Linked DNA regions of Mus musculus: all the other regions are linked to region 3. Evidence: chromatin contacts called from public Hi-C and HiChIP or PLAC-seq data. All regions are on one chromosome and are shown on one strand. Each heading gives the region's core, a stretch centred on a gene start, on an enhancer-like site or on the middle of the called end of the contact. The rest is flanking DNA. Distances are from core to core; before and after follow the strand shown.

Region 1 (3,774 bases), core at 1,073-3,572, 280 kb after region 3:
TGAAGCCAGAGTGAGATTTGCAACTTGGAGGAGAATCTTAGCTATGTAGTAAGGTCTTGTCTGCAAAAACAAACAAAAATAAGGCCAAGGAAACAAAGGAAAAAGATTGCTTATGCGTATGCATGTGTGCTAGACCATACATGGAGGTGAGGTGATGATCCTACAGGCATCCCTCAGCTGCTGTTCTCCTTGTTTTACAAGCTAAGATCTCTCACTGGAATAAAGCTCACCAAGTAGTTTAGCCTTCCAGTGAGTGTTAGGGATCCACCTGTCTCTGTCTTCCTAGTGCTGGGATTATAATCAGGCACCATCCCTCCTGCTGTATTTTGTACATGGGTCCCAGAAATCAAACAAACTCAGATGTTCATCCTCATAAGAAGCACATTTCCAACAGACCTCTTTCTCCAGCTATAAAAATATTCCTTCAAAGAAAATTCACCTGAATAGTCTGGGAACAAAGTAGATCTAAACTTGGGTCTGCCTACAACTAAGACATGATGTTTTTAAACTGTTCCTCCCTGCCCCATCTCCTTTGTGTGAGTGTGTGTGTGTGTGTGTGTGTGCATGCACACGTGCACATATATATTTTTGAGTGGGTACTACATGCAAGTCAGAGGAAAACCTGGCCTTCTACCCTGTTAGTTTCTGATCTTCACAGCTGCATGAACCAGTCTAGCTGGCTTGTGAGCCTCCAGAGATTTATCTTATCTTTGTCTCCTGTCTTGCTGTATAAGCACCAAAATTATGGACATGAACACTCATGCTGGCTTTTATGTAAATTGGAGATTCGAACTTGGGTCTGCCAGTTTTCACGGCAATTATTTTACCCACTGAGCTATCTATTTTTAGATTTATAAGAACTAAAAAGTAGAGTAAGGGATGCATTTCTTGGCTATTGCCCTAACAGAGCTGTAGCAGTGAGCCACATATGGGACCCATAACCTGTCCTCCATGGGCCTCACTGAGAAAACAAAGACTCAAACAAACAGAAATTTTAAAAAGAAAATTTAAAATACAATGTGGAAACATGAGGTTTTCTTACTCTAGGTTTGTTTCTGAATAAGCAGCATACTGGGATAGCTTCTTTTTTTTTTTTTTTTTTTTGAGCTGTCACATATTAGTGCTTTGCAACTCAATTTTATTTAAAGACATAATTGCTATAAAATTTAAAAAAAAGTTGCAGTTGCTGCTGAAAAATTATCTTTAGGAACTATGAGTAAAATAACTAACTATGCAAGGAAACGAACTGAAGAAAACTCATTATCCTTTAATTATAGAATTACAAAAGTATGACTCTAACCTTCCAAATTTGCTATGTATAGGATGATTACATGTGACCCATATGGAAGACTTTGCAGCCTGTTAAAGAGCACATTGATAAGCTAATTATTATAATGTAGCTTAGAAAACACACTTCTAAGAAGAATACAAACGGGCAAAATAAATGGAAGAATTAACACTTTACTTTTAAAATTAGCATTATTAAATCAATTTAATTCCATACTAAAACTATTTGCAAAACAATTTGCAATTTTATTCTATTCTTCAATTTTACCATTAAAAATGTTAAAATTGTTATTCTGGCATTTGTTAAATCACAATCATAAGATTCTCCAAGAATCTTATACAACAATAATGTATATCTCAATAATGAAATATACAACAGCAATTATTTTAGTTCTTAATTAAGTTTTTGAAATTTTACCTGTAATTTAAAGTAAGAAAAATTAGACTGCTCAAAAGTAAACATCACACAGTTAAATTCCATTTGGATCTTACAGCCTTTAATTCTCTTAGCTCCCAAGGACTTAATAAACACACCCAAAAGAGGTACTACCTTCAAAAAGACCAATGCAAAGAACTGTGATATGCATGGTAGACAAATACTCAGTGCTGATAATATAAAAAGCAAAAATTTGGTTGTAGACTAGAGTCGACCACCAGCACAAACAGGCAACATGAAGCAAGTTGCCACAGGCTCCTCTTTCCCTAAAACGTTTCTAGCAAAGCATTTGAAGCACGCACAGACTGCTGATAAACACAGTGCCTTTGTGGTTTACTCTATATGTTTCTACATTAGAAATATCGGGCAGGAGCCATTTGACCGATAGGAACTGGGAAAAAAATTAACATCTGCCCTTTGTAGTCCTCAGGGTTTCCATGGGAATTCTGTCTATATTAGCTTTGGCAGAGGATGGTAGCTATTTTTAGAGGATCTGAAAGTAACTACGAATGCCTTTCACTTTTGTTTCAAAGCTGAGCTGTTGATTGGCCCCTCACCTCACACACACTAATAGACAGACTTCTGAGAACTGTATTTGGCTTTGCATGGATTCGACTCAAAATAACAAGCTGAGTCACCAACTCCTTTCCCACATGGTTTGGGTGCTGATAGGACTGTCCTTTTAATTAGCTGTAATTGTTCCTAAGACTTTACCCAGGAGGCCTTGCTCCACCATCTCTTCGACATAAATGTGGAATGCTAATGGATCTCTTCCCCTAGAGCCTTGCCCGGTACTTCCTGAATGGGTGCACTTGGTTTATTAATGAAAGTTACCAACTACAGGCCAAGCCCAGCAGTGCACATTGTCATCGCTGAGAGAAAGCATGGCACTGGCACTGGGAAAGCAGCTGCCTCCTCTGTTCGTTTATGAACTCATTCTCTCAAGACCTCTGCGTTACGCTGGGGCTCAAGTGCTGAGTGCTTCTGTATGTTCTGTTCAGTAATATCTGTACCTTCTGTCCAACTTCTCCTCGTTTCTTCTCATATTATATGCCGGAGATTCCCCACCGTAGAACAAGGAAAAGGGAGGCTAGAGAAGGCCTGTGTGCCTGTGTATGTGAAGTAATATTCCTTTGTCTCTCCTATAAGGAGCCAAGTATTCTACTAATAGGAATTAATCAGCTATTTCAGTTTGACTGACATATTTAAGGGTTACATTTCACTGAATTTTAAATACTGTGTGTAGTTATGTCCAGTTATCTGGTCTCTCTCGTGGAGGGCATCCATCTCTTAAGCAGTAGATGAGTAACACAGGAATAATGATATTTTCATTTAAACCATGATATTTTGCACCTGCGGGAGAGATGGGCTGGGATTAAACCATGTAAATTAGAAAGCCTGACTATCTATACACTGATATAACACAGTCCTCTAGGTATGCATTCATGTGATCTGGGAATGGATGCCTCTTCTAGAGACCAGTGTCCTGCGGTATTCTACATGATCCATAGTGGAACCTAAGTTTTTAAAAAACACTAAACAGGCAGATGTAGTATGAAGCTGAACTAATAATATATAGCCCTCCTTAACCATAACTGAACCCATCTCGAATTGAGCATTCCTTTTTCCACCAAAATAACCATTTAGTGATAATGTGAATGACAGAGAGACAGAGAGCAGAAAGAATGAAACTGATGTCCTAAAATGTATGGACCATAGTCTGTGCAGCTAGACCTCGTCCCTTTAGCTTCAAGGAAGAATGTCTGCACGGAGGTCATTTCTCTCCGAAGGTATTGGATTTCATGCAGCTAGAGGTGTTTCTCATTAATTAGTGTCTGGTTGGACAAACAAGGTTCTAATTTGAAATAGGAAAAACTGTGGTGTCTATATTTTACTTTGGTTTTAGGGTGTTTTGTCTAACATAAAGTTCTCGAAGGCCAAAGGTCTCTTCTCCTCACTTTCTAGCTTAAATGACTGTGTTCATAATTATTCACTGAGATTTCTGTCTATTTTCCTTGGTTTTAATTATTATATCTTCTAACTGATACTAA
Region 2 (3,716 bases), core at 7-2,506, 390 kb after region 3:
AAGACTCTGTCTCTTCAAATTCAAGGTAACCCCAACAGCTCCAACCTCTCCCAGTAACCTGAACCCCAACTTCCTTTCACTTCTTTTCTTACATCACATGATCTCAAATACCATTAAGTTATCCCCAGTTATTTCCTTTCTGTTCACACCTATCTAATGACAACTCACAACTGCCTGTATCTCCAGTCTCTTGGAACTCAGCCCCTCTTCTCCCCCATGTGCGCTCTTGTGTGCACATGGGACACATAAATTCAGCAAGCACACACATAGATTTAATTATTTAAATATCAATTATTATTACGTTTTCATGAGAGCCTCATTCTAAACTATGCTTATATCATGTACTCAGACATAATAGTGATCACTGGGTGCTTGTCATATGCCAGAGATTGCACTAAATTCTACATGAATTATTTGTGTTGAGTTTCAAAGTGTCTCAGTATGAAGATGATGTAGTTATTTTTACTTTATGAAGCAAGAAGAATCTTCCAAATATTTATTGACTATATGGATAAAGAAATGTATATGAAATAATCTAATGTTCAAATTTACATTTTTAACCACAGAATTAAGTAAATAATAATTATACTTTGATTTTATCCTATAATAATTTCTGTAAGGTATATGTAGAAATAGCTGCTTTGGGAAACATAAAATATAAATATCTTACTTTGACATCAGATGTCTATCAAGAGAACACACTCTTTTGTGTTCGTTCACATTAAGTGGTGTGAGTGTTATTTTTTTTTTTTTATATTTACACTTTGAAAATAAAATACTGTTTTAGCAAGCACAGTATTCAGGGACTGACCCCAATGAAATAACTTAAAATAATTATTTTTACTAAACTAACAGTCACAACTATAAAATAATATAGTTGCTAAAATGTCACCAAATTATGCTTTAAAAAATTAGAAAGGGTCACTCCTTAGTATCTCCTTTCAGATGTCATCCTCTAGCCCCTCCTCACTGAGTAGTAATGAGAGAAAAGTCACCTTAAAGATATAAATTTCACATTAGAATTGAAGGTACATTTGCAGCGGTGAAGATAATACATAGTGAAGAAAAATCTATTTTCCAAAGAAGGATCCTTACAGGAAAAACAAGTAATAATAAAGTAGAAGGGGTGAGGGAAAGCATGCAGCGTTTCTAAGACAAGCAGAAAATGGCTTGCTTCACTGATTCTGACAGCCCGCAGGTTGGTTATGAAACATCACACCCAGGCTAAGACATGGAAGATTCAGAAATTGTGGCAGCTGAAAGCCAGAGATGAAAGCCCAAGGGACACATCTCTCTTTTTACAGGAAGATAGAGCCACTGTTGTGGAATAGACAAACTACTGTAAGCCACTGCTGCTGTGATGCCCATCTCGATGGATATGTGAGCTTGATTGTGAATAAAATCAGCAGTTGAAATTGAGAACATATCTGACGTGTTGTGAACCACATGAGGGGAAGAAAGTACAGCAGGACCCACAGAATCCTCAGTCCATTTAAACAAGGAAACTAAGACATGTTTTTCTTCCTTCTTAAGAATTTTTTTAATTGTGTGTGCTAGAACCAAAGCCAGCAGTCTGAGCAACAAACACCTTTGCCAGCTGGGGCTTCTTGTCAGTGCCCATGTTCAGAATTCATGAGGCTAAACTGAATCCTTTTTTTTTTTTTTTTTTTTTTTTTTTTTCCAGATTGAACGTTCTCCTCTGGAGCAGCATTATCTCTGTCTTCAGGGTTAACCTCACATAGGAACGCAGTACATTTGACATTAGCAAATGTGGTTGTCACCTTCAGGGTCCCTGGCAGTGGCCAGGCTAAGAGGAGAGGTGGAGAGCGATGATGTATCATTAAGTCTGAAAGATCCAGGAAAGCTCAAGTTGGATAAGATAAGGGATGAAGACAAAGGATGAATTGTGTATACTGGAAGACTTCTCTACTTTAGGTGATTATCACCGAACAATACTGGCTTTCTGTGAAAGGCATGAAAGTGAGGGGGAAGAGCAGAGGAGACACGAGGAAGGCGAGGCAGAGCTAGGGAAAGAAAGGAGATAAGAGTGGGACTTGAAGTTGGAGAGAATGAGTCAGAGGAATTAATCTCCCACTTGTCTAAAGAAGCACACCATGAAAACTTCACCTTCAGAAACGCATAACTAAAAAAGACACACGGCTACGGAGCTCCCCCACACCGCTTCTGTGTCAAGGACTTTCAAAGTTACCTACGAATTACAGAAACTTGGGTTTCCTTCTAATGTTCCAGAGATTGATGTTTGTCTTAATGCACATATCATATGGTTTTGTTTGTACATGGGACCTCATGAAAAATTAAAAAAAAATAAAGATTTGACTATGAGTATATACATTGAGGCAAAGGAGGAGGACTTAGGGTGATGGAACAAACTTGTAAAATGTTGTTTATCCTATCCATGCCATGAGAAAAGAAATGTGCAATTCATGTAATTCATGAATAAAATATAATTGGAGTTTTACATCAGCACTATAAATGTTCTTATTGAGTGTAAGTTTTTAAAATGTTATTGCATTATAAAATTTAATGGAAAATTTTTTTCGTTCCCTTAAAAATAAACTCAAATGCCACAGACATTTCCCCAAAATTCCAGCTGTCTGCTCGGTCAGCTTGCGTCTCCAGAACGGTTTTATTTTTCCTCCACTGGAAGTTTGAAGATGTACTCTTTGATATGTAACACCATTTTGAAGGGGTTAACCAAACTTGGACTTTTTTCCAGTGGACTAAGCAGTTTATTTTCACATAATCTAGGTACACATTGCAAAATTAGCATTTTAATTGAAAGGTTTTCATTACTAGTTATAAACTGTCATCCTAATAAAAAATAATCTTCTCAACTTACTTAGTACAACAATTTAATAGATATATTAATGTGTGCATGAGTGTGAAGTTCTGGAAAGTCTACACATAGGTGGAAATCATTTCAAATTTGTAATAAAGTCCAAGTGTATTTCTAGTAAAAATATTTTTACATTCAACCACACCCTGTATATTATATTTTTCTTACTATGTTGGTTTTTCCACTGAAGCAGACATAGACCAAGTGCATGACTTTCTAAACACAAAAGATCCATCACTCTGGGCTATCCGTTCAAGTATTTCTCCATCTCTCTTTGCATCCATCCATCCTTCCATTCATTCTGTTCAACTAAACGAGCATTAATTTTTTTACCCACCAGCTGTTTGGACTTGTGCTAGAGCAGAGAGGAATGGGTTATCTCCTTGTTTGGAGATTTTACAGTACAGATTAAAAGGTAATGGAGTAATTACAGTACATTAGGTAGCAGCTACATCAAATAGATGAACAGATATGATAATAAGTTTAAGAAAACAGAAATCAACCCACCTTCTTCACCTTCATACAGAAAGCAAAAATTACAACTTACCAGTGCATTTGATGTTTTTCTCACCTCACATGCTCTCAAACTGGCTGTCTTTGTCTTCCCCAATGTCCCATAGGGCTAATTTCCACACCTTTCATTTTCATGGCATTCCTAAGGCCATGCTACACTGTGTACATGCCAAAGTTTCTCCCTTGTGACCAAAGCTACTTGAAGGCAAAAAGTAGTGGTTTCATGTTCATATCACTGATTGTCAGCACGTATCTGTATGGTGAGTTTTTAGGAGGGAAAAGGATACATAGCTTGTCCTCCATATGTAGTTTCCACATGTGTGATGGATTCAAGTATTGAAATGTT
Region 3 (3,546 bases), core at 64-2,563:
TTCTTACAAGTCTGCCTTCCCGTGGTCCTTTGCCATTTCATCTTTCCTCCAGGATAGAGTCAGAGTTATCACACTCAAAGTAAAATTTGATCAGCTTATGATACTACTTAAAGAGTCCTGTGACAGCTCTATGCCCCAGTATAGGGGAATGCCAGGACCAGGAATGGGAGTGGGTAGGTTGGGGAGCAGGGGAGTGGGGGAGGGGATAGGGGATTTTCAGAGGGGAAACTAGGAAAGGGGATAACATTTTAAATGTAAATAAAGAAAATATCTATAAAAAATTAAAGACATTTTCAGTTAAAAAAAAAAAAGAGCTCCTGTTGATGTCTGTCATTGCCAGTACAAACTCCAAAATCTTCTCCAAGGGGAAGACATTCTAAGTCTCCTAGGTGATGCCTAAAACTTCAGATAGCACCAAGTCTTCTGTAAACTAGGCTTTTGTATCCACAGCCCTAAGTTAAAGATAAATTTATAAATTAGACACAATAAAATTAAAAATTAATAAGAAATTATAACAATATTCTGTGATAATAGTTACAGAAATATGATTCTGTCTTCTACCCTCTTTAATTTTTTAAAAAAACATTATGTTATGTAAATGGATGTTGTGCCTACATGTCTGTGTGTGTACCATGTACATTCATGGTACCTGCAGAGGCCAGAATATTGCAGTGGATCACATGGAACAGGAGTTACAGACAGTTGTGAGCTGCCATGTGGGTACTGAGATCAAACCCAGGTTTGGAAGAGTAGCCAGTGCTCTTAACTGCTGGGCTATCCTCCAGCCCCAGCTTCCTTTAAAAAAAAAGTGTCTTATTCTGTAATTACTTTTCTCTCTACTTTCAGTGTGCTTTTCTATTTTCAGAAAGGATGAATTATAATGAATGGTATAATGAGCTCAACATATAATCCTTCTTTTCTTATTAAATTGGGAATGTTCACCCTTTCCGTTATGGGAAGTACTTCACAGTTTCTTCTTGACATATACTCATTTCCTGCAACATTATTCTTTTGTTTTAGGGACACAGTTATACAAAATAGGGGTTAACTGACTAAAAGTCTTATAATACCATGGCAATGGATCTTCACTAAAGAGGGATACAAAATTACCAATGAGAGGGTAGCACACCCAGAGCAGATACCTGTTGACAAGTGGGTGACTCATGGCCCAGATGGGTCAGTGGCACAGGGGGAGGTTTTATCATAAATGCAGAATGGTATGCACTCTAAAACACGGGAAGCATATCCCACAGTTTCAGAATGCAATTGGGCACAAATAATAAAAGCCACAGAAAAAGAGGAACTACTCTACTTAAACAAATAAGTTCAAAGCCCCGTTACAAATTCCTCTGAGGTTCTTTTGTTCAACCACCACTTCCCTAGAACTTCGTCAGCCTAACGACAACTTTTGTCTTGTCGGTCTAGTTTAAATGTCACTATCACCTGTGGACGTTTTTTTCCAATCCCCTAGTAGAGACTGAATCATTTCCTCTGTTTTAATCAGGTTCCCTTTTTATCCTATCATCTTTGTGAATCATGGAACTTCTAATTCCACTTACTTTTAGCTCTCTCATTTAATGAAATCAGTCCTGAATAAAATCAAGGGTGAAATAGAACACTGCATCTAGAATGGAGTAGAAACTCAAGAAAAGTCAAATGCATGCCTAAAAATGTGTGTGTTAAACCCAATGAAATTGCCATGAGATCAGAGAGAGGAGCATTAAGAACTCATCTTAGTTTCTTTAGGTTCTGTTGATCTCAAATGGTATTATAGGATGCTATGTGGGACTCTCTCCTTGCCCCTCCCCCCAGATATCATTACTGAATGACTCTCATTGCTAAATGACTTTAAATTATATTAATATTTAATCTGAAACTATCCATTTTTACTGGTGGCTTCAGACACATATCATACTATTATTCTTCAGGGTTAATGAAGCTTTGATATTTGATAATACTACTAGTGAAAATAATGTAAATACATGAGTACCTAAGATTCAGAAGTGACGTAGAACTCAAAAGAAAGTGAAAACTGAAAACGAGTTAAAAGGAGCAAAAATTAACAAAGATTCATTTTATTTTATATTTTGAAAGCTATACTCTATAATACTCAGTTATACTTATAATACTCAATTATTTTGTCTTGTTGTCCTTCTAAAATTAGTGAAAATTTGTTTCGGAATTTAATAGTGTTTAAATTACAAGATTAATTGGAACCAGCATATTTTAATGTGTTCAGGAAGAACTGAGCTTGTATAGTGATTTATTTAAAAGCTTGACACTAGGACAGGAAAGCAAACCCTGGATCTAGTCACCCATTTCATGTAGTTGAAAGGTTTATCTCAAATTTCTTTTGTTCCAGCCATAGAGTACTTACTTTGTTCTGAACATAGACTAAAGCTATAAATAAAACAAAGATACACTCTTGGGAAGCTTACACCCCAGATGTCAGAAATCAATATTGAGAAGCAATGACAAAATAGCAAGAAAAAAAGCAAACAGTGACAAATGCCATATAGACAAAGTAGAGGTACATACTGATTTGTTTTCAGATTGAATGGTCAGAACATTTCGTTTTCACACATTTACCGTGTACCCTCTACAAACAAGTCGATGTGGTATACACTAGGGTATATATAGACTGTTACATAGAATCCCTATTCTTACCTAGCTTGCAGGCTGAGTAGGAGCAAAGCATGCATGGGAGCAAACCACCCGCAGTTGTAGGTCATCTATGGCTATGGACCACTCTGAACTATGCTGAGAAGCATAGCAACTCTTACAGAGTTGGAGAAATGTTTTGAGAGGAAAAGCTAGGAGTTAAGAATTTAGAAATTAACAGGAATTTCCCAGGTGACAAAATATTTTGGTGAAACAGGGCTTTATGTTGGGATATGGTCATTTAAAGGCACGTAGGCAGGTAACATGCAAGGAAATGAATGACTTACTATTGCTGGATTAACATGAGAATGAGAATATGTGTGTTTATGCTCATGTGTGTAAACTAGCCAGTGCTACTTGGGCTTCCAGGGCAAAGTGGTACAGAATTAGCTCAGAGGTGTAGGAAAGGTATGGCCATTGGAAGACTGGATTTGGCAAGTGGAAGATTGAAGTCTTATAATTCTGGAAGTTATTTGGAATTTTACTTCAGGTTAAAAACAGGAGAAGATAAACTATCCTCTAAATATATCTTAAAATACTCAGGGTTGAATTGTAAAAGAAGATTTAAGACCATTATATCAGTTTTATAGATTTGAGAATTTGTTGAGTTTTTTGTGTGTATGGGTATTGTCTGAATGGTATGTCTGTGCACCATGTGTGTGTGTGGTACCTGAAAAAGCCAGCAAAGGGCATCAGGTTCTTCTCTTACTGATGGTTGTGAGCTGCCATGTGGGTACTGGGAAATAAACTCGAGTCCACTAGAAGAGGAGTGACTGTTCTTAACTTTTGAACCATGTCTCTAGCCCCTTAATAAATTTCAAGTAAAAGGCATAATCTATTTGGATTATAATAAAGCTTTATATTTCCTTACTAACTTTGATAATG

What was found. A called contact is a pair of places that touch in the nucleus more often than the background predicts. HiChIP or PLAC-seq counts read pairs in DNA pulled down with a chosen protein or histone mark.
Region 1: a Hi-C map of the Ba/F3 cell line shows a contact between it and region 3, with 1.7 times the contacts expected there. The contact joins two enhancer-like sites. A contact is called at or near these places in 2 of 484 Hi-C or Micro-C datasets (the Ba/F3 cell line and macrophages) and 1 of 115 datasets of contacts at active chromatin or transcription factors (stem cell-derived neural progenitor cells).
Region 2: a contact with region 3 is called in an H3K27ac HiChIP or PLAC-seq map of large pre-B cells, with 4 times the contacts expected there. The contact joins two enhancer-like sites. A contact is called at or near these places in 2 of 484 Hi-C or Micro-C datasets (the 63-12 cell line and cerebral cortex) and 1 of 115 datasets of contacts at active chromatin or transcription factors (large pre-B cells).

What each region holds. Positions count from the first base shown.
Region 1 is chr1:21,827,814-21,831,587 of GRCm38.p6, forward strand. The region is part of intron 1 of Kcnq5 (potassium voltage-gated channel, subfamily Q, member 5); the gene reads right to left. Among named protein-coding and RNA genes, the nearest start is that of Kcnq5, 130 kb to the right of the region's middle. Within about 2 kb of position 2,323, at least 92 of the 459 cell types and tissues checked have an H3K27ac peak or open chromatin away from gene starts, as enhancers often do. A contact at or near this core is called in the Ba/F3 cell line, where this site is marked.
Region 2 is chr1:21,939,780-21,943,495 of GRCm38.p6, forward strand. All of the region lies in intron 1 of Kcnq5 (potassium voltage-gated channel, subfamily Q, member 5), which reads right to left. Among named protein-coding and RNA genes, the nearest start is that of Kcnq5, 20 kb to the right of the region's middle. Within about 2 kb of position 1,257, at least 16 of the 459 cell types and tissues checked have an H3K27ac peak or open chromatin away from gene starts, as enhancers often do.
Region 3 is chr1:21,553,513-21,557,058 of GRCm38.p6, forward strand. All of the region lies in intron 2 of Kcnq5 (potassium voltage-gated channel, subfamily Q, member 5), which reads right to left. Among named protein-coding and RNA genes, the nearest start is that of Khdc1b, 170 kb to the left of the region's middle. Within about 2 kb of position 1,314, at least 35 of the 459 cell types and tissues checked have an H3K27ac peak or open chromatin away from gene starts, as enhancers often do. A contact at or near this core is called in the Ba/F3 cell line, where this site is marked.